6 separate regions of the Mus musculus genome follow, and all the other regions are linked to region 4. A link is a contact called in public ChIA-PET, HiChIP or PLAC-seq and promoter capture Hi-C data. All regions are on one chromosome and are shown on one strand. The core of a region is the stretch at or near the end of the contact, and the rest is flanking DNA. Distances in the headings are between cores, read along the strand shown.

Region 1 (3,361 bases), core at 726-3,225, 340 kb before region 4:
CACACATGCCAACTCTACCCAACCTTGGGAGGAATCATGAGTAATACTGAAGTGTTGGAATAACTCTAAGCCTGCTACTGAATAGCGCGAACACGTTAGCATGGGGCATTCTGATTCTCCATTCTGCAGTACACAGCCATTCTAACTATGGCAGATGGGAAGGAAAACATGGGGTGACTTTTTAAGGTTAATGATTCAGGCGACTCTTAGAATAACTTCTACTTGAGAAGCTGTAACTATGAGGTCCTATCAAGAGCCTCTCCAGCTGTTGAAAACTGAGTTCTGGAATTTCCCCTCTGCTTACCCATTCCTGACAATCCTTAAACCCAAATATCACCGTTTAATGACTCCAGAGGAGTGCTTCTAGCCTCCAATGGACTCAGAACTCCATCTAAATTTTCAATTGGTCTCCTGATTAAATGTTTATGGAATTAACCAGAAACCTAGCCTCCGAAAGCCACAGCTGGCTCCCCTGCCCCGCCCCCTAGTCTTCCTTTATAAGTAGCTGAAGGACCCCATCTGAAAGCCAAGCCATTCAGAAGCCTAAGAGACCTGATGCAAGTCGGAAGAGACAACGACAGTCGTGAGGTCTAGGCAATGGCACAAAAGTGGGGCACCCACTGCCCTGGGAAACGCTAGGCGCTCGCTGGGGTACAAATCGTCCCGCAAAGAACAGAACAGGATATGGTCGGAAACTTAAGTCAGATCTGCACGGATTCCCAAGGCCCCAACCCTCTTCCACCACCCTCCTTCCTGTTTATGGGTCCACTCCCACAACTCCGACTACTAAAGGGAAAGCAGACATCTCCAAAATATGTCAACACATGACACAACTTGAAGAAGCAGGCTGCTCTGTGGCGCGGGTTACAACTTGCCGGGCTCACACTGGCAAACAGGCTCACTTTAATTACTTTTCATTTACTATGCCACGCTTCCCCTCCAGGGCCCCCGCAAAGACCGGGGTTAGTGAGAACCGGGGAGCCCCGGTGGAGGGAACCAAAATGTGTGGGCGGAGAGCCAGACACCAGCCTCTGCTCGCACAGGCGCAGAACCAAGGTTGGCACCGCCTCTCTGGCTGCAGCAAGCCACGGTCGCGCGGCGCGGAGGCCGGGGCCCCGACACTACGCGGAGAGGACAGGGCTAGCCGACGGCCGGCCACCTTTGTCTGGCCTTCCCCACCCACCAGGACGCAGAATGCTTCCATGTAGAGGTCCACGACTTGGTTCGTGTTCTGGACTTGCTCGCGGTCGCCCGAGATGCCCCCACTTCCCGCGCGCCAGGAACAGCTCCTAGGCGCATCCCTGCGCTCCTGCACCACGGTCGCAGGTCGCCGGGGCCAGGAGGACCACCGTGCCCGCTACAACCACCGTGCTCGTTGCAGAACCCGCTCCTGCCGAGCCAATCTAGTAACACATTCGGGCCCGGCGGGAAGGAGCGACAGCCCGGCTCGCACACGCGTGGCCAGCCCCGGCCTTGTCTCACCTGCCCGAACCGTGTCCGAGAGGTCATGTCCCGGGGCCGTAGTCCTGGGAAACTCCTTCAGCTTCCTGGCGCTCAGGTTCAAGCCCCCAGAGTTGGCCGCCTCCTCCAGCGCGCGCTCCAAACCACGGTTCAAGGGCAGGTTGAAGCCGGTGCCGCCGGTGCCTCCGTGGTGCTGGTGGTGTTGGTGGTGTTGGTGGTGCTGGTGGAGATGCGGGTGCAGGGCGGTTACCGAGAGAGCGGGCGCGAAAGCTTGGGGTTCGCTTCCCGGCGTCGCCATCTTCTCCCGGTCCCCCGCCCCGCCGCTCCTGCGCGGGGTCACAGGTTTCCCCGGCGGTCCCGAGTCCCCGCAGCGCTCCCTCGAAAGCCGCGGGACTGCGGGAGGGGCGGCAAGCGGCGCAGAGGTGGAGGCAGCAGTTCGATCGCCAAGGTTTCCAGCCGGGGGAGCCAAGGGCTGCGGCGGCGGCAGCGACGGCAGCGGTGGCGCGCCTGTGTCTGCTCGTGCTCGCGCCCCCGCCCGCCGCTCCTCCTCCGCAGCTTGTTGGCGCTCCACCCCCGAAGCTGGCTGGAACTGGATGCACATTCTGGGTGACTTTCTCTCCAGCCCGACCCCTTGTAGTTTACACATCTGCGGGCCAGGGTATTTTGTCGGTTTCGTTTTTGTCTTCTGGGATTTTTTTTAAGCCGTTTATGAAAACCCAGGCGAGGCGGGAGACAAGATTTGGAATACAAGGTCACAGGGAGGAGAGTGGTTCTGGTTGATTGATCCAGAGTTGCCCCCAAAAGCAGTTTTTCCACTGTGGGTTTACCCTCACGGACGCCCCCTGGCATTTAGGTGCTTACCATACAAAATCTCTCACTAAATCCAGGAAATCTGTGAGTGGAAAAATTGCTTCCTTCAGCGAGAGGAAGTTAAAGCGAGCCGCGATCACCCCTGCAGAATTCGAACACGCAGCCCACAGTCACCAAAATTTTGCACCTTCACTACAGACCACAGGAACAAGAAAGACTTCAGGGCAAATAGACAAATCTATAGAGGAAGGGCTTTGAGAAAGGGTAATTTTTATGATAAAATACCCAAATTATTACTCCAAGCGTTAGAACGCCAAAGACCTAGTGATCACAAAGGTCATATCTTAAACCTAAGCCTAGGTACTATGAAATGTTCCGGGTGCGCCACCTTCTTATTCATGTGAGGCATGGGAACTGAACTGTCTGATTGCAAACAAATCTTCTGCCATGGGTTGACCTACAGTGGGCGCCTGAGCCAGGCCTTGCACCCCATGGAAGAGCCAGAGGACCTGTGTCACCTAAAGCCACCCAGCTGGAAGACTGATAAAGCCTCCATTCCCTTCCCACACCTTAACAGCCTGGGACCCAAAGCTTGATAGTCTCTATGGAGTGACTCGGCTTGGAGAAATGAGGCTGGAGTGAAGTATGGACATGATACAACTTTATCATACATACTACAGTAATGCAGATCTGTGATAGTCTAGGCAGCCGCGTGGACCTAATGACTTCTTGGGCTCAGCACTAAGTATGACATGATCTATGTCACTTGCATGGACTTCGCTACAGGGCTACCCCTTAATTCCTGAGATTCCAGGCTGAGAGCAAATCCTACTTATTCCGGAAGAAACAGGCGCCACCTAGTGGTGTGCCGCCCTCACCCCCCACCACCTTCCTCCTCTCTGGCTCCACTTCCTTCAAGTCTCTATGATTTCATAAACTGTGCCTTAAGCTTAGTTTTGTTTTCACCCTGTTCTGTAGGCGGTCTCTTCGATCTGTTGCTTCCTTTGTGGTGTAGAAGCATTTTCATTTCATTCAATCTTGCTTGACAGTTTTTGTAATCATTTCCTGTGAGCTTAGGGCTCTTTTCAGA
Region 2 (3,393 bases), core at 480-2,979, 280 kb after region 4:
AGTGTGGGCCCCACTAGCTGCAAGTACTGGGAGAGATTGATACATGGATAGTCCAAACTGAGAGTCTTGGAGTGTAAAATATACGGAATCATGAAGAGTTAGTACTGAAATGCAAATATAATTCATTAATGGTTCGAAATTAACAATATTTTGAAATTATGTAAAATAAAAACACTCATCATTTTCATTTTGTGTGTGTGTGTGTGTGTGTGTGTTTTGATTTTGTTTGTTTGGAGACAAGATCATAAAATCATTATCTTGAGGCAACACCTCAATCTGCTGTGAGGACAGAAGGAAAGAGCTGGCCCTAACAGCAATGGTGAATTGCTGTGCTAGTCTTGACCCGACTGCCTCTGAAATGTTATGTGAGAAAGGAAAATATCAATTTTAAACAACTGTCAAGAGTTCTATTACTCTGAGCCACAATAGCCCCAATCAAAACAGGCAACAAGGGTCACAGCACAGCCATGATAGTGGCAGGTAGTGGAGTCTGGCATCAGAATCAACTTCGATACAAGAAGAGGAAAAGGGGAGGAGCTTAGTCCTCTCTCTGCACTAGGGATGCTGGGGCAGATGCTCTGACTTCCAACTTGGCCTCCAGTGGAGAAAAGAATGTGGGGGAGACAGATCTTCTTTGGAATCCATGGGCCTCATTACTTGGAGGGAGGAATTACTTTTGTCTTCTTTTAATGGCACGTTCAAAAGCCTTTGTTGATGCTCATAGCATCGTGTCTAGTTGCCTTGCTGAAGAGCCTCTTCGTATTTCTCCCGGGATGTCCTTAGCCAGCCGCAGCAGTCACTAACTGTGGGGAAAACGCCTTAAGTGTTAGAGTGCATAGGCCACAATGGGTCTCCTGGGTTTGTGCCCAGCCTCTTACCAGTCCCGCTCCTCATAGCAGCAGCACTACCCAAACACACCACAGGTTTTAATCCTCCGCTGGGTGAATAGTGGCACAGCTTCTGCTCCTTGTGTTGATAGATTACTGTGGAAATAGCAGAAGCTTCTACAACTCAGCCTCCTGAAACCTGGGCAGCACAGCTCAAGAGAGGAAACATGCGCTCTCCCTGCCACCCTCCCTCTGGTGCTGGCAGCCAGCCAGTACCATTGTCCAACACTCCCTGTGCTGATGGGGGAGCTGTATCCTCAGGTTCAGCAAAGACGATGCTCACAAGAACGGCTTTGCCTGATAAATTGCCCTGCAGCCAGAAGAGCTGGCGCGCTAATTTAGTGCTCGCCTCTCATCAGCTGAAATGTTTTTATTTTTGGAGGGAATAGGCTGAGCTATAATTATTATTGATCTTGGAGACAACAATCAGAGAAGGCTTGCGTGTGTCCTCAATGAGCAGGGCCAAAAATAGATGAGGTGTCCTGTTGTTCTTGGCCAATCCTAGCTTCTTCTTGCCCTCGATTGATCTCATAGCTGACTTGCCACTTAGAGAACCAAATTAAGTTCTACACAGAGAATTTGGGTGTCTTAATCCTCACCCTCCCACACCCCATCAGCATTTAGAGAGAAGCCACTGGGGTCTTGGCCGTATTCTCTTAGAGAAGGCCTCACCTGACTGGCAACAGATGGATGCTAATGGGATATTTATTTACAGAGTAAAATTAAATTGGAGCTGCATCTTAATGCACAATTTACATAATCAGCTTTGTTCTGAACTGATGAGCTGTTCTCAATAGCACTTGGGACCTTTCTGTCACAGCTGTCTCAAAGCAGCAGCCACTGAGAATGGAGATTAAGTAATTTCCAAAGCTAGAAGTCTTGATGATGCTCTATTATCCCATCCTGGTAGACCTCGTAATTTCTCTAGATACTGGCACGGGATCAAAGATTCATGTTAGTTTCTTGCCACAATATGGGATCAAAGGAAAGATGTTTAATTTGCAATGAGAAAGGGTTAGACACACAGGCAGTCTCTACGCCCACCCTCACTTCTGTAAAACGGATTTATAACGCCTCCAGCTCCCCACAACACTCATATTTACTAACGTGCCAGACTGTGTGCTTCGTGAACCTGGAGGATGAATTTCACTGTCGTACCTTGTGTGCATGATTCTGGTTCAGGGAGAAGCAGATCACAGATGAGCTAAGGCCCTACCCTGGAGAGCTGGAAGGAACAGATACTCCAAGAGACAGCAGAATTATCAAGCCTGGATCCTTAATAAACAAGTCGTGTTAAACTGTTACCTTCACACCCCTATACCAGCACAGAGGGCACTAAATGCTTAACACTGTTCATCTTTCCGAATCCACTGGCCAACTCTGTGAAGGCTAGCATTATTTTCTGAGAAAAGTCCTAATAACAGACACTTGCTGAAAATTCAAGTGCTCTAAGTATGCTTTAGACCCAGGTTTCCTGTACCTCTAAGATAACTATGATTGCTCTCCTGTCTTTTGCAGTCCAGAAAATCGAGTTCCAAAGCAATTAAATAAGTATCCCCGAAACTCCTAACTAATTAAATGAGATAGCCAAAACTTAGACTTGGTCTGTCTGGATCCAAAATACAAAGCACTTGCACGCTGGGCCACATGAACCCTCACATGGCAAACACTGTAGGCCACTCTATTAGCAGAAGTCAGGGCCCCTTTATTAACAGAAATAAAGGATGTTCAAAATGAGACCTCCATCCCTTGGAGCTATAATTCCTAACCTTGAGCATCAGGCAAACACTCCAAGTCCTTACAAGGAAAACTGATCTGAATTATTTATTCCTCCTGTCATTTACTCGTCACAAATGGTTCCTTCCAAAGTGTGCTGCAGTTAGAATACAATGGGGAAATCAAAATCCATTTCCCCCTGAGAGCCAGCTCTGTAGAACCGGATCTCAACAAACCTGGGACTTTGTGACAACTGGTTGTCAAGATAAGACTAATTCTAACAGTGTTTTGTATTCATGGAATCTGTTCCTAAATTCCACTGGGGTCATTAGAGACCATCAATGCAGTAGGGGGAGTATTTCAGTGGGACTCAGTCATCTAAAGGCTGCCATTCAGTGTGTGATCTTAGGCTCATAGGCATTTCTTGATGGTCTAAAAGGCTACATCTTGTTTATACTTAGCAGTCTAACTCCTCTATGCACTCTTGCTCTGGGAAGATCCACAAATACTCAAGGACAAGATTGTGTGATGGATAGATTCACGACTTAACTTATCCCTGTGACAGAACACCTGACAGAAGCAACTGGGAGGGATAGATGTATTTTAGCTCATGGTTTCAGGGTGGTTCGTCCCATCATTTATGGGGAGACGTAGCAGTAGGAGGAGCTCAATTCACGTTGGCAGGCACATGACGCAACTGGTCACGTTGTGGCTGAGGTGGTTTACATGAGAAATGTCCTCTAAAGGCTCATGCATTTGAACGCTCACTTCCAAACGATGGAGCAGTTTA
Region 3 (3,435 bases), core at 418-2,917, 340 kb after region 4:
GATTCTGTCCTTTGTGCTGGCAAAAGTGAACGATGTGCCCATCACCCTTTGAAAACTGTGTATACTCAGAATTACTCAGAACTTAATTACCTAAAGGAGAGGCACAAAATCCAGTTGAATATGTTTGGCCCAGGGAGTGGCATTATTAGGAGGTGTGGCCTTGTTGGAGTGTGTCAGTGTGGCGTGGCCTTTGAGACTCTCCTCCTAGCCGCCTGGAAGACAGTCTGTTCCTGGCTTCCTTTGGATGAAGATGTAGAACTCTCAGCTCCTCTAGTACCATGCCTTCCTGGATGCTGTCATGCTTCCTGCCATGATGATGGACTGAACCTCAGAAGCTGTAAGCCAGCCCCGATTAAATGTTGTCCTTTGTAAGAAGTGCCTTGGTCATGGTGTCTCTTCTCAGCGATGGAAACCCTCACACACTAGTCCACTACCCTTTACTCTGCGTCCTACAGCGGGTCCTCTCCTTTCCTTTACGTGATGTCAGATGCTCACAGACAAATCCCACTTCTGGGAGGTTCTAAGGCTCCCGGACCTGAAACATTGTCCTTTGCAATCCAAGAGATGTTTGTGTCTGAATTTTTGAAGTATGCTGCTTTGTCACTGTTTCCTTAGCATTAAAACATTTCGTTAAGGCTGGAAAGATAACCAATGGAAGTCTGCAGAAGCTGCTGAAACGTAAAAGATTCCCAAGGCCCCTTCCAATGGTTACATTAGCAGTAACAACTGCTGGGACAAGAGACCCTTCGACTGGCTGAGCCTCCGAAGCTCCGCAGTGAGCTCCAAGCATCATCACCAGGCAGGGGTGGGCTGCTCAGTGCTGCAGCTGTGCTGTAACCCATCACCCACACTTCTGTTAGTCACCCCAATAAGCTTTCTGCTTGACCAAGCTACTTCGGGTGGGATAGTTTTCCTGTTTTCAGGGGGTGTCCTATCTGGGGTGCAGAGGCTTTTGATAGCATCTCCCAGAACTTCCTCAGAGCGCACACCTCTGTGCCTTTGCCCAGCCCCTTGGTTTAGATTGTCTTTCCTCAAATTTTTCCAGACATCAAAGAACATTCGAACAAATCCTAAAATCAGATGCCATTCACTCTCTTCCGGAGAAAGCACATTTGCCTGCAGCTGTTAAAAAGTCTAAGCACAACCACGGGCAATGTTAGCCATGTCAACACAGCAGCAGTGGTTTACTGAAAACTTCAAGAACCAAACGAGGTGAGATGGTTTCTAAGTCCGGTCAGGGGAGACTGCAAAGCCAAAGTCAAAGGAAGGAAGGAAGGAGGGAGGGAGGGAGGGAGGGAGGGAGGGAGGGAGGGAGGGAGGGAGGGAGGGAGGGAGGGAGGAAGAGAGGGAGGGAGAAAAAATTTTAAAAATACATAACACGAACACTGTTTCAAGACTTATCTGGCTACATAAGCAATGTATATGGTACTTAGCATTTTGCTTCTACTGGGGTATCAATGAATGCCAGAAAAGACGATTTCAAAATATCTTAAACTCAACTGCAAATTTGCATTAACACTTAGGAAAGAGGAGGGGAATAGACAGTGACAAATTCTCTTGGAGTCTTGTAGATTTTTTTTTTTTCCAAATTGCTGGTTTGAGACAGCTCATCATCTTTGTGAGAACATGAACTGCAGGCTTGTCACTCCACTCTGGGCTAATACAAGCTGAGTGATTATATGCGTCTTCCCTCCCCAATCAACAGCCAGACTCCTGTTCCCTGCTATATGGTTAGAGCCAGAGAAAAGTCTTCTCAGGGGACTAATGAAGAACTGTCGAGATCAGGGCTGTATGACTGAGTAATGGCGGGAGGGCTGCTAGAGAGAGGCAGTACCTCATGAAGTGAGTACGAGCCTTGCTAACCGAGAGGCATCTAGTTGATTGACGGTCCCTCATGCCCAGCGTGAGCCTAATAAGATGCTGCTCTTGGTTGCTTCTGTCCCCTGGTCTATGCTCAGGAACCACCACCTGCCTTCCTCTAAGACTAGGCTCAATTCAAGCCATCATTTAAATTAGGGGTACACCCCCACCATTATCCCAAATACTTTGAAAGAGATCTAAGACTACAAGCCTGTGAACTCCGCTATAGGAGTCATGTCAACCTGACTCTTACCTGCCTATAAGAAAAATCAAATTATGCTTTGTTAGAGATAATCCCATAGCTGTACTACAGTGACTGTGCCTGATCGGGGAAGCTGAGCAGGGTTAGGCCTGCTTGATAAACGGATGAGAGGAACAGTACAAATAAGAAATGATTAAGTCTTTAAACGTTTTTTATTGTTGTTCTTTTATTTTTGTTTTGGTTTTTGAAACAAGGGTCTCATATATCCTGGACTGTTCTCAAACACGTTGAGTATCTCAGGATAACCTTGCCCCTCTGTTCCTTCTGCCTCTATCTCCTGAGTGCTGGGATCACAGGATGCTCTTGAAAACTGCCCTTGTCCCAAATGGTCTCCTCCTCCTTTCCACATCCATGTCAGCTGCCAATGATTGTTCTTCCAAATCAGCTGCTGCTGTCAATCAGCACATCCTACGGTAGGTGGGACTCGATTACTTCCCGGGTCCTTCTGCCTCTGAATTCCAGTGTCAGCGTTCCCCTTTGATTATGTGGAAGCACATAACCACTGAGACAGTCCTGTCAGTCACACCTGCCCTGACAGGGCTGCCATGCCAGGCTACCCTGCCGAAGGACTCCTATGCTTGCTGCTGTCAGGGAATCGGGATGGTGTGGCCCACGAGGAAGGAAACTGGCCCAAATCTCTACCACAAGTTCTCCCAGCCCCACTTCAGAATTTGGTTTTGTTGTGTCAAAGCCTATTTGGTTGTGGTGTTACTGTTTCTCATTAAAAAACAAACAAACAAACAAACAAACAAACAAACAAACAACAAAAGACACGGATGTAATAGCCCATACCTTTAATCCCAGCACTTGGAGGACAGATCAGAGGCAGGTTGATCTCTGTGGAATCCAGGCTATGCAGGATTACATAATAAGACTTCCACAAATAACAACAACAACAACAACTATCTCTTTCTATCATCTTAGAGCCTATGGGGTCCTACTGAGAGCAGAACTTCTGGATGAAAAATCCATCTCAAGGACTATGGGGCAAAACCAGTTTTGCTGTTTGTAAATGGCACGTCTGGGACCAAATGGAGCACATGCTCTTCTCTGTGTGTGTGCGTGCATCTGTGTATAGGTGCACACATATGTGTGTGTAGAGACCAGAGGAAACCCTCAAGTTCAGTTCCTCGGGGGGTTACTCACCTTAGGAGGATCTCTCCCTGACCTGGAGCTTGCCAAAGCAGCCTGGGTTAGAAACATGGGCCAATGGGCCTACATTTTGTTTTGTGTGGATGCTGCGAGTCAAACCCAAGTCCTTATGCCTTCAAGGGAAACACTTTACCCCACATGCTCTTCTTAAGATTTGATGG
Region 4 (3,298 bases), core at 486-2,985:
GGATGCAAGATTCTTGCCCATGGTGCAGAAGCTGCCAGTTGGGTATGCTGACACTCTCCTGGGAGGAGAGAGGTTCCATTCTTTTGATTAGTACTTGGTGACAAGTGTGGTAACTGTAAAAGGTACACCACTTTAGTCAAGGAACTTTAACTCTAGAAAAGCTACTGAAGTAGGAAACATTGATTTATGGACAATGGTGCTCATTCTAAAGAAACTAAGTTATTTATCAACAAAATTATTTGAATCAACTATAGTTTACAATGCAATCCCTTAAAATGACTCAAAATAATGTCTATTCAAACACAATAATGATACATTTGGTAATGTTACAATAATTACTTCCAGAAATGTTACAAATTAAGACAGAAAGTACATGCACTGTAAAATGTACTAAAATGTTATTGGCAGTTATCACTCCTTAATCAGATTATTGTTGAGTTCTGGGCAACATGTGTTTTCTTTCTTAACATGGTTTCTTTTAGATGACTACAACTTTCAGATAAGAAATTTAGGTAACATCCAGAAGGAAGCTATTTTCGTTTCTACAATGAAATAAAGTGTTTGTTGCTATGAAATAAATATATTTTGTGTCTCTTTTAGATCTAGCTCCTGGAGGTTCTGACGATTGGATCTATGATTTGGGCATCAAATATTCGTTTACAATTGAGCTCCGAGATACAGGCAGATACGGATTCTTGCTGCCTGAGAGATACATCAAACCCACTTGTGCAGAAGCTTTGGCCGCCATCTCTAAAATAGTTTGGCATGTCATCAGGAACACTTAATGCCCTAACCTCCGCTCTCATTATTTTTATTTTATTGATTTCAGCAACACTTAACTGTTGCATTAGCTTCTAAGTTGAATCAGTTTCCTTGGTTTTGTTGAAGAATAAAAAGCACACTACTTTGAGCTTAAGAGTGAAAATGGCCCCCTGTGTATTTTAACATTTTTATTTTTATTATTTTTATTCTAAGAGGTTAGCTACTGGTCCCACCCCACCGTCCCTTGATTTATGATGAACAGCTATCTTAAGCAGTTTTAAGATGTACTGTGTGTGTGGTGGGGCGTGAGGGTGTGAGTTTAAGCACCAGGTTTATGCTGGACCCCCATCAGAGGCCAGAAGAAAATGGGGAACCGCTGTTACTGAAGGTTACAGAAGGTGGTCAGCAGTCACGTGGGGGATGGGAGTCAAACCTGGTCTCTGAAAGAGCTGCAACCGCTTTTAACGGCTGGAGCCATCTCTCCAGCTCCTCCTAAGCAACTTTTACCCTAAATCTACGGAGATCATTGGATCCAAGCAGGAAAAGCAAAGGCACTCTGTAGCACCTCAAGGGTTTGCACCCTAAAATTTTAATCAGTCTCTGCTCTTGTTCTTGAAAACGCAATCCGTGCATTTCTGCTCCAGCTTCAGGCCCAGGCGGGGGACGGGCGGTTGTCAAAATCTGCAGCTTCGAAACGCACCAGGCTGGTGGTTACTGCCGAAACAAAGTAGCACTTTATGCGATGGAAAACGGTGAAAACCAGAATCTCAGTCAACTGAGAATCTCCGTCCTCCCACGCTGACTCCGTGTCCCCAGACCTTAGTAAACAGGCGTCAGGAACACACTCCGCACTGCCCTCGCGTCGGACGCGAGGGGGCGTGGTCTGAGAGGGGCGGGGCTTACTCGATGACGACTAATCTGGGGGCCGGAAGCTGCCTTGCCTGCGGAGGAGTCGGGCAAACTCGCGACTTCCGTCGGCTTTTAGATGCTGCCAGTGTAGCGGCCAGGCAGAGTTGTGGTCTTAGCGTTGCTCTGCAGTGGCTTCTGTGCGTCTCTCGTCTCGTGTCCGGAGCTCTCCAGAGCTGGGAGAAGATCCGGGCGGCTCCGCTGCTCCCTGTTCCCGGCGTCCGCCCCGCTTGAGGAGGGCCGGCCCCTGGGAGCCGCGCGTGCACGTCCTCTTGGTCGTCCTCCCGGGGCCGGGCGCGGGGACAGCCGGAGCTGAGGCGTCAGGGACGTCCTGAAGACTGCGCTTACAAGGGTGCTTGGAGAGGAGGTAAGCGTTCGGGGAGCGGATGGGAAGAGGCGTTGGACCCGGCTCGTGTGGGCGTCCTGCGCTGTGGCCTCCATCCTCGCTCGCCTTGTTCTGTGCTGCTTGTGTTTCTGAACGCTGTTTGAGCATCCCACCCTTGACTCTGCAGAGGCTCTTGGTGTTAGATCTGGCTGTTGCTCCAGTTGTGATTCTGCAGTCTGTGTCAGGAAGCAGGCGGACTCGGATACCGTGGTGTGGTGGTCGCATTTGTGTGTGGTGAAAGGATGCAGCAGTTGTGTTTCTTGGATTTAGAGTTGCCTTCTTCACGTATTCCAGATCTATTGAAGAAAGGAGAGTCCTTTTGATTGTTCCTGGTCTTGCTTATTTCCCGGCTGCAGTAAATACTATTGGGAGTGTAGGAGTACTGTTTTATCTTTATACTCCCAGGCAACGGGAAGCTGGAACGAAAGGAGAAGATATATCTGGCAGTATCACTTGCTAAGCAGGTTGACATTTATGTGGCTGGAAAAGTATTCAGAGTTGAAGAAAATACTTGGATGATATTGGTAGGATCTTGCTTGTGAGAGGCAGTATCTTAAGTTAATTCGTTTTATTAGGAGTCTTCAGATAATTTGAACTCTTTCAGTTATGGGCGTGCACAGTCTCTCCTGGTTTGTGAATTTCAAAAAAAAATAATTTGAAAAGGTTGGACCTTTAAGTTTGGCATTTAAGGGTTTAAAAGTCTGTGATATGTTTATTTAGTTAGTCCAGATCACTATGCGGCTCTGCCTATATGCTTAGTTTTGCTATGTAGTACTTAACATTACTAGCTTTAGAATCCAAACAACAATATTTCGCAACACAGACGTATAAATTTTTAAATAACCTCCAACTTCTTAGTTAGATTATATCAGATGACAGTTTCATCTGGAGACTTAGCAAGCTGATGTAGGAATGTCACAATTTCTGTGCAAACGGTTGTGCCCTGAAACTTGAGTTTCAGTGTGAGCATCTGGTAGGATGTAGTTGATACCAACACATAGGGGGTGACTCAGATACCTAAATGTGCAGAAACTCAAATCCCTTCTGGAAAACGATGTTTTATATGCCTTCAATCATCTCTATACTTCTAATACATAGTGCAATGTAAATCCTATAAAAGTACTTTATGCTAATTTTAAATAATGTAAATAAGGTTTGTACACAGTGTAGTTTTGGTTTTTGGGTTTTTTGTTGTTGTTTTGTGTTGCTTTGTTTTTGTTTTTGTTTTCCTGGATATGTTCAATC
Region 5 (3,197 bases), core at 287-2,786, 260 kb after region 4:
TGCCCACAGACATATTCCTGTAACAATGAACTAAATCACCCACTAAGTACCACATATAATATTTATCACTCTAAGCATCCCGCTGTGAATCCTTTCACAAAGTGAATAACCGTCCTCCCATATTTCTTCTGTGTGAAACTAGATTTAATATATTGAACTTCCTTAAATCAAGCCGTGCCATCCCCCTGGAACCTTTAAAAAAAGGGGAGATCGCAAATTTCATGGAAAGGAGGCCGTAAAAAGTCACAGCTTTGCAGTAACCGACACGCGACAAGAGCAGCCAGAAGGGAGCTGCTGGCAGTGCTATTCCTGCCTTCTTACTTTGGGTCAGAGGAGGCTAGAGACCCGTTTATACACCCAACAAGATTCACCTAATAGCCAACAAGAATGTCCGGTTTCACAGAGCTGTACTCTGAATGGCTACTTTGAGGGCTACAGATAGCCCAAGATGATTTGGCTTGCCACCTGCAACACACTAGCTTTCTGCCATCATTGAAGTTGTTTTTCTTTTTAAATTGATTTGCTCACGCCTGTGCGCATGCGTATGCTCACGCTCGGCCTCCTGAAGGTAGAGTTACAGACCATCTGATATGAGTGCTGGAAACCAAACTCAGGTCCTCTGGAAAAACAGCAAGCTCTCTTAACCACGAAGCCATTTCTCCAGCACCTCTCACTGCAGTTTGATCTTAATACCTGGCCTGAAAGTCCCCTGAAACAGGAGGGACCCTCGCTCAAGCCCCGGGATGACGGTGCACTGGGGAAATCGGGAAAGACCAGTGCACTGGGGACGACTTGTATCCCACACAGGGGTAGAGGAGTCGACCCCCAGCTCAAGGGGTAAGGGGTTTATAAAGGCAGAAACCTCAAACGCCTGGCATTGGGCTGTAGCATTTGGCAAGCATAACGGGTTCAAGGAACGGTTGGAGTATTCTGTACGAACATTTCCTGAAACAATGGAGCAAGTTAAACTTCTACTTTGTGCTTAGTACATCCTGGAACATTGGGGTGAGTTAAACTTTTACTCCCTGCCATTAGTGAGGTCTATTTTGGACACAAGTCTAGAGGCTTACATAATTTTTTACTCTCTCTCTTTCAGGACCTTTCAGGCCAAGCTAAAAACCCTTAGGGGTACCCAGTCACCTCAGGCGGGAATGTGTGTGCTAGAGCTACACATCCCAGTGTTGGATGGATGAAACAGGTATGTATAGTCATCGTCCTCACAGAAGGCAGCAGGGACATTGATCATTGACACCTTACACTGGTCCACAACACGCAAAGCAAAATTGCTGAGATCGTGGTGGCTGTGTGGAGTGGGGGATGGGCTCCACCGGACTAGCCTCAGCTTTTTTTCCTTATTACTTTTATCAGTCTGGCCCTGAGACCTGGAGGCCAAATGCTGTACATAATGAAAGATTTCTCTGCCGGCTCACTCAAATCTCAGCTCATAATGGAAACAGGCTCTCACTAATAGATTCCTGTACTCTTTCCCCAGTGCCTTGTCAGATAATAGCACCATCGAAGCAGTGACCGAGGAGAGTCCAACTGACACATCTCCCACGCCCAGCGGGGGGAGGGGGGGGAGGGGGTTTCTGTGTGGCACTTTGCAGAGCAGAATCAAATTATTTATGGACCATTTAGATGCAAATGTATGGTGCATTTAGCAAACAGGCTGCATATGCAGACAATCTAGCCACACAATGACTGCATAAGGACGACCCCATCTAATCTTCCAGCATCAACTGTATCTCTTCAAAGGGGATTTGGATTTTCTCAGAATTGATCAAACTTGACAAGCAATTTCTACCTAATGTTTAGGCAGGCCTCTTTTCTCTTCTCCATCTGTAGGTGAGAAATCCTATTTTCTGCTAGTGTCCAAGTAATGCAAACGGCTACAGACACAAGTTACGAAAAAAGAGAAAATATTATGCCCAGGACTATGTTTCTACAGAAAATAGGTTTTTGGTTTAGTAGCTTTGAAATTACCAAACATTTTCATTTGACACAGCTCCATCTGACAGCCCTCTTTCTGCTTCCTGAGTGGATGTAAGAGAAAAAACAGGAGACAGCTGAGCCTTCTCTGTACCAAGGCAGCCTGTTCTTGCACACACTCCCAGGTGGAGGTCTGCATCTTGCCCAGGGCTTGTAAAAGAAACACCAGCGTTCCTGAGACTCTCAGAATCAATGAAAACAACATTACAGGAAAGAAAGACCAAATTTGAAAACTCAACTCCGTCTGGAGTTTATTATCAAAATGTCAGCTTGATTCAGTTGTCCTAAACAATTGGGTGAGTGAGAGAGAGGAAACCCAATAAGCAGGGCGGGTCAGGGGGGTCAAATGGCATCAGCTGGATTTTTCCCTGGCAGGCTGAGAGAGCAGGCTGTGCGGCTGTGCGGTTGTGCGTGGGAAGCGCCGCACTCTGACCTCCCACCTCCAGCCTGGTGGGTTTATATCCAGATGCTAAACAGGTGACTTGAAAAGTAAAACCCACATTGCCTTTCCTCTAGAGCTAGGGGAAAGAACGACCAGCTGGGATTTCTCAATGACCTTCCTAAAGAGTCAGCCTGAGGCAGGCTGTGGTGGCACACGCCTTTAATCCTAGCACTTGGAAGGCAGAGACAGGTGGATTTCTGAGTTTGAGGCCAGCCTGGTCTACAAAGTGAGTTCCAGGACAGCCAGAGCTATACAAAGAAACCCTGTCTCGAAAAACCAAAAAAAAAAAAAAAAAAAGTGGCCCTGAGAGGAGCCTCTGGCCACAGCAGGCAGCCCTCTGGCTCCCTTACTGGGGGTTGGGGGGATGGGAGGGGAAGCAACTACATTTCCATACTTCTCTAAGAAACTCTCCAGCTTCCTGGAAGGCCAACTAATGCCTTGATTCAAGAGACAGTGATAAAGCACCAGGGACCCTGGGCTAAGTGCCTTTTACATTTCTTGAGAAACAAATAGATTTTTTTTATAGTGTCATTAAAAGAAATTGAGATGCTATGAATTTTTTTATATATAAACCTTTTTATTTGGCATCTTAGAATCATAAATGTCCAGAGATTCCAGTAGAAACCACAGTATGCCCCTGTAGGGAGCAATCCAGAGACTCTTTTGAAGGTCACAGGAGACAGTCAAGTGGGAGAAGTAGCCTATGTGTCAAGAATAACGACTAGATGCCAAATGTTGTAGCCCACACCTTTAATCACAGCCCTCA
Region 6 (3,146 bases), core at 170-2,669, 500 kb after region 4:
ATTATTCTTTAAAATTGGCACTGCTAGTACTTCTGCGGGCTCTCCAAGTTCCTCTTATATAATTAATAAATCATTTTCATTTTGGTCTGTTCTTTCAGTGTACAGTCTTAAACCGTAATCACATACTCTTCCCTTCGTGTTCTCATAAATCTCTCCCCCATTACACTGTCTTTTCATAAGCCTTTCCTATTCCTATTCTTCATTAAAAGCACACAGTGAGGGGCCGAGAGATGGCTCAGCCTGTTCTTCCAGAGGACCAGGGTTCGATTCCCACTATCCACATCAAGTGGCTCACACCTGCTTAGAACTCCTGTTTTAGAGAATCTGATGCATTCTGACTTCCAAAAGTACTTCGCATATAAACTCACAGACACATAAATAAGACTGGGTGAATCTTTTTTTAAGTGTACAGGTAAAAAAAAGAAAAAACCAAACTCAACACATACTTATGAAATATGGTGTTTTAAAAACATTTTAGAAATAGTACCATTTTTTCACGAGATAATTAAGCCCATGTTACAAAAGTTGGCAGTGCCACTGCTAAGATCTAAATCCATGCCTTTCAGCTTCACACTAACACATCTCCGAATGTAGAATCTACAAGGGCGTTCGTTCTAGCATTGTTTTGCTATTCTTAGGCAAGAACAATCCTGACTACTGAGTGTTTTGCCTGAAATTACACCTAAAAAGCCTTTAAAACGCATTAGCACGTTAACTTTTCGAGCAATTCATTTGACAGGTTCTTGCGAACTCGCAAGCAGCAACCTAGCTTGTTGTTTCACGAGCAATTTGTGTGTGTGTGTGTGTGTGTGTGTGTGTGTACGCGCGCGCCCCATTACCTTAAAGAAAATGGACATTGTTTATTAACCGCCTATTTAGCAACGCTGATGATTGAACCCGGGACCCTGTATACAATAAATAGCTCAACCACTGAGCAACATCCCCAGCCCTACACCAGCAATTCAATGGATGAAGAGCCCTATCCCGGGTACTGAGCTCGCGGGTGCTGAAGCTGCACCGTCTCTGCCCACGGATGGGAGGGGCGCACACCGGTGGGAGGAAGAAGTGTCGCAGCAAAGGGTGCAACCCTTGAGCCTCCCGGACGCCCCCCTCAGCCATCCTCCGCAGATCCCGCAGAACCACTAGAACCCGGGAGCGAGCCCGGGTCCCAGAGCGAGCCCGGGCTCCGGAACCTCGTACCCACCGAACCCCAGCCCGCGAACCCCAGCGCACTTCAGCCCGGAGCAAACCCGCCGCAGCGGTTCTCTGGCCAGGTCCACAAGGCAGCAGCGCGGCCGGGAACTCACCCCGCGGCGGAGCTCCTCCTGCTACTCCTCGGAGCCAGTGCAGCCGCCTGGGAGCACCTCGGTGCGGGAGCGGAAGAAAAGGCCGCCGAACGGCGGGCGCGGCCCAAGCCGGGAACGGCTCCGCCCGCTTCTCGCCCGGACACGCCCACACCACGTTCTCATTGGTCACTGTCGACACCGGCTCCCTCAAGGCCACGCCTCCAGCCACAGCCAAGGAGACCCAGGAAGAGCGGGTCCCAGAAGCAACCAGACTGGGGTTCTCAGGCTCTCACTGCTGGGAACCGAGCTGCGGGCTGCTCGCTGCTCCCCACTGCCTTCGGTCTGTGAAGGGGAAGCCGGGAAGCCACAGACTCTTCTTCAGAGGGGCTTCTCCGTGTCTCCCAGAACCTCGGCAGTCGCAAAGAATCATCTTGCGTTCACTGTTTTTAACATAGAGCTTTATAATTTGAAATGTGCTGACTGAAAACTGAGAGCCCAGACTCACCAACGCTAGCATTTCGCAACTCTTGCATTCTTTCTGTGTCTATTCCTTTCACACCGAACTCTTGAAAAATTACCACTTATCATATACAAGAGACTGAGTACATTTTCAATCATATCCCATATAAATATGATAATATTTATATCCCCTTGCTGTCTCAAAAGGTCATCCACACATGCGCACAGGAAACTCGGGAGCTACTAAAAATCAACCCAATGCATCTGAATTCACCTCTCGTAAACTTCTTAAACCAGAGCTCTCGTTTTCTTTTTCTTTTTTTCATTAGCTATTTATTTACAATCTGACCGGAGCCTCTAGTTTCCTAAACTCTTCTTAACTTTGGCATAGTTGCGGTCCAGACCAATTGTCTTGTCAAGTTCTGGATTCGTGGGATTATTTCCTCGTGATTAAATTTAGAAACCTTTAGAACAATGGCGGATATTCACAAGACTTCCTTCATTTCTGGACATGCACTCTGCCAGTTTGTCATTGTTACCTACGGAGCAAGGTGCATAGAGCAAGATGCGGCTTGTTCAAGGTTCCTATCTCCTCAACAAAGCCCCTCCTCTTTGCATTGAAAACGGATGTGGACTGCTGGGTTTGTTTCTTGGAAGCCCTTGCTTCTGTGTCCTGGGGATGTTTTATCGTCTAGCACTCTCTGCTCTCCAGCACAATGCCTACCAGTTCTCAAAACCAGTTCTCAATAGTCCTTGCCGATTGTCCTTGGAAAGTTTTGTTATAAAGTTCTTCTGTGTGTTTCCTTTTATATTGTGTCACATAACATAAAACAGTGTAGTTGGGTTCTCTTTAGAAAAAGAACCAATATAATGACTATATTCAAAGGGGATTTATTCAGCCACCTCACATGATATGGTCTGGGTAGTCAGTCCAAGGATGGCTGCCTGCAATGTGAAAAGGCTGGGGGACCTGGCAGCTGCTCATACCAGCAGCCTGGGTGCCTCAGTAGTCCCAATCTGATGCCAAGGCTCCTGTAGAACCAATGGCCTTCAGTCCATCTTGGAGAGCCAATGAAGCCTGGTTCTGGTGCCAGCAAAGGAATTTAGAAGCAATGACAGAAGCGCTCACTAGCAAGAGGCAAAGGCAAGCAAGCAAAGGGTTTTCCCTTGGGGCTCCTTGTATATCAGCTTCTGATAGAAGGTATTGGCCACATTCAGGGGGAGTCTTCCCACTTCAGTTTCCCTGCCCCCACACATCCCTCACAGGCATGCCTAATCTAGATAATACCTCATGGGTATCCCAGGAACCTTGATTCTAGATCTGTCAGGTTGACCATCAGTGTTACCCTCACAAACAATATGCCTCTCACCGCAGATATTTTTTAAATTGTTCTTAGGTTT

Evidence for each region. Promoter capture Hi-C pulls out the DNA fragments that hold promoters and counts their contacts. ChIA-PET counts read pairs in DNA pulled down with a chosen protein or histone mark. HiChIP or PLAC-seq counts read pairs in DNA pulled down with a chosen protein or histone mark.
Region 1: an RNA polymerase II ChIA-PET map of memory CD8 T cells shows a contact between it and region 4, with 192 read pairs. The contact joins the promoter of Lrch1 here to the promoter of Zc3h13 in region 4. A contact is called at or near these places in 1 of 39 promoter capture datasets (pre-B cells), 2 of 484 Hi-C or Micro-C datasets (B cells and embryonic stem cells), 1 of 115 datasets of contacts at active chromatin or transcription factors (memory CD8 T cells) and 1 of 9 other capture datasets (liver).
Region 2: a contact with region 4 is called in a promoter capture Hi-C map of hippocampal neurons, with 2.6 times the contacts expected there. The contact joins the enhancer-like site here to the promoter of Zc3h13 in region 4. A contact is called at or near these places in 3 of 39 promoter capture datasets (cranial neural crest, hippocampal neurons and maxillary cranial neural crest), 5 of 115 datasets of contacts at active chromatin or transcription factors (embryonic midbrain, embryonic stem cells and forebrain) and 1 of 9 other capture datasets (adipose tissue).
Region 3: a contact with region 4 is called in an H3K4me3 HiChIP or PLAC-seq map of embryonic basal ganglia, with 3 times the contacts expected there. The contact joins the enhancer-like site here to the promoter of Zc3h13 in region 4. A contact is called at or near these places in 4 of 39 promoter capture datasets (the HPC-7 cell line, cranial neural crest, frontonasal cranial neural crest and 1 more) and 8 of 115 datasets of contacts at active chromatin or transcription factors (astrocytes, embryonic basal ganglia, embryonic forebrain and 4 more).
Region 5: a contact with region 4 is called in an H3K4me3 HiChIP or PLAC-seq map of embryonic hindbrain, with 4 times the contacts expected there. The contact joins the enhancer-like site here to the promoter of Zc3h13 in region 4. A contact is called at or near these places in 3 of 39 promoter capture datasets (cranial neural crest, hippocampal neurons and maxillary cranial neural crest), 1 of 484 Hi-C or Micro-C datasets (the G1E-ER4 cell line), 5 of 115 datasets of contacts at active chromatin or transcription factors (embryonic forebrain, embryonic hindbrain, embryonic stem cells and 1 more) and 3 of 9 other capture datasets (adipose tissue, liver and pancreatic islet).
Region 6: an RNA polymerase II ChIA-PET map of memory CD8 T cells shows a contact between it and region 4, with 93 read pairs. The contact joins the promoter of Slc25a30 here to the promoter of Zc3h13 in region 4. A contact is called at or near these places in 2 of 39 promoter capture datasets (embryonic stem cells and hematopoietic stem and progenitor cells), 1 of 484 Hi-C or Micro-C datasets (B cells), 2 of 115 datasets of contacts at active chromatin or transcription factors (effector CD8 T cells and memory CD8 T cells) and 3 of 9 other capture datasets (adipose tissue, liver and macrophages).

The regions. Positions count from the first base shown.
Region 1 is chr14:74,945,902-74,949,262 of GRCm38.p6, forward strand. Lrch1 (leucine-rich repeats and calponin homology (CH) domain containing 1) reads right to left here and starts at 1,976. Exons shown (of 19, transcript NM_001252132.1): 1 at 1,483-1,976. The coding sequence starts at 1,759.
Region 2 is chr14:75,564,857-75,568,249 of GRCm38.p6, forward strand. No RefSeq gene overlaps it. Among named protein-coding and RNA genes, the nearest start is that of Gm36060, 14 kb to the left of the region's middle. Within about 2 kb of position 1,730, at least 31 of the 459 cell types and tissues checked have an H3K27ac peak or open chromatin away from gene starts, as enhancers often do. A contact at or near this core is called in forebrain and hippocampal neurons, where this site is marked.
Region 3 is chr14:75,621,399-75,624,833 of GRCm38.p6, forward strand. No RefSeq gene overlaps it. Among named protein-coding and RNA genes, the nearest start is that of Erich6b, 19 kb to the right of the region's middle. Within about 2 kb of position 1,668, at least 9 of the 459 cell types and tissues checked have an H3K27ac peak or open chromatin away from gene starts, as enhancers often do. A contact at or near this core is called in embryonic basal ganglia, where this site is marked.
Region 4 is chr14:75,282,631-75,285,928 of GRCm38.p6, forward strand. It overlaps Zc3h13 (zinc finger CCCH type containing 13), which reads left to right and starts at 1,736. Exons shown (of 19, transcript NM_001359875.1): 1 at 1,736-2,035. Cpb2 (carboxypeptidase B2 (plasma)) reads left to right here. Exons shown (of 11, transcript NM_019775.3): 11 at 601-925. The coding sequence ends at 785.
Region 5 is chr14:75,539,570-75,542,766 of GRCm38.p6, forward strand. No RefSeq gene overlaps it. Among named protein-coding and RNA genes, the nearest start is that of Gm36060, 12 kb to the right of the region's middle. Within about 2 kb of position 1,537, at least 26 of the 459 cell types and tissues checked have an H3K27ac peak or open chromatin away from gene starts, as enhancers often do.
Region 6 is chr14:75,785,618-75,788,763 of GRCm38.p6, forward strand. Slc25a30 (solute carrier family 25, member 30) reads right to left here and starts at 1,420. Exons shown (of 10, transcript NM_026232.3): 1 at 1,308-1,420.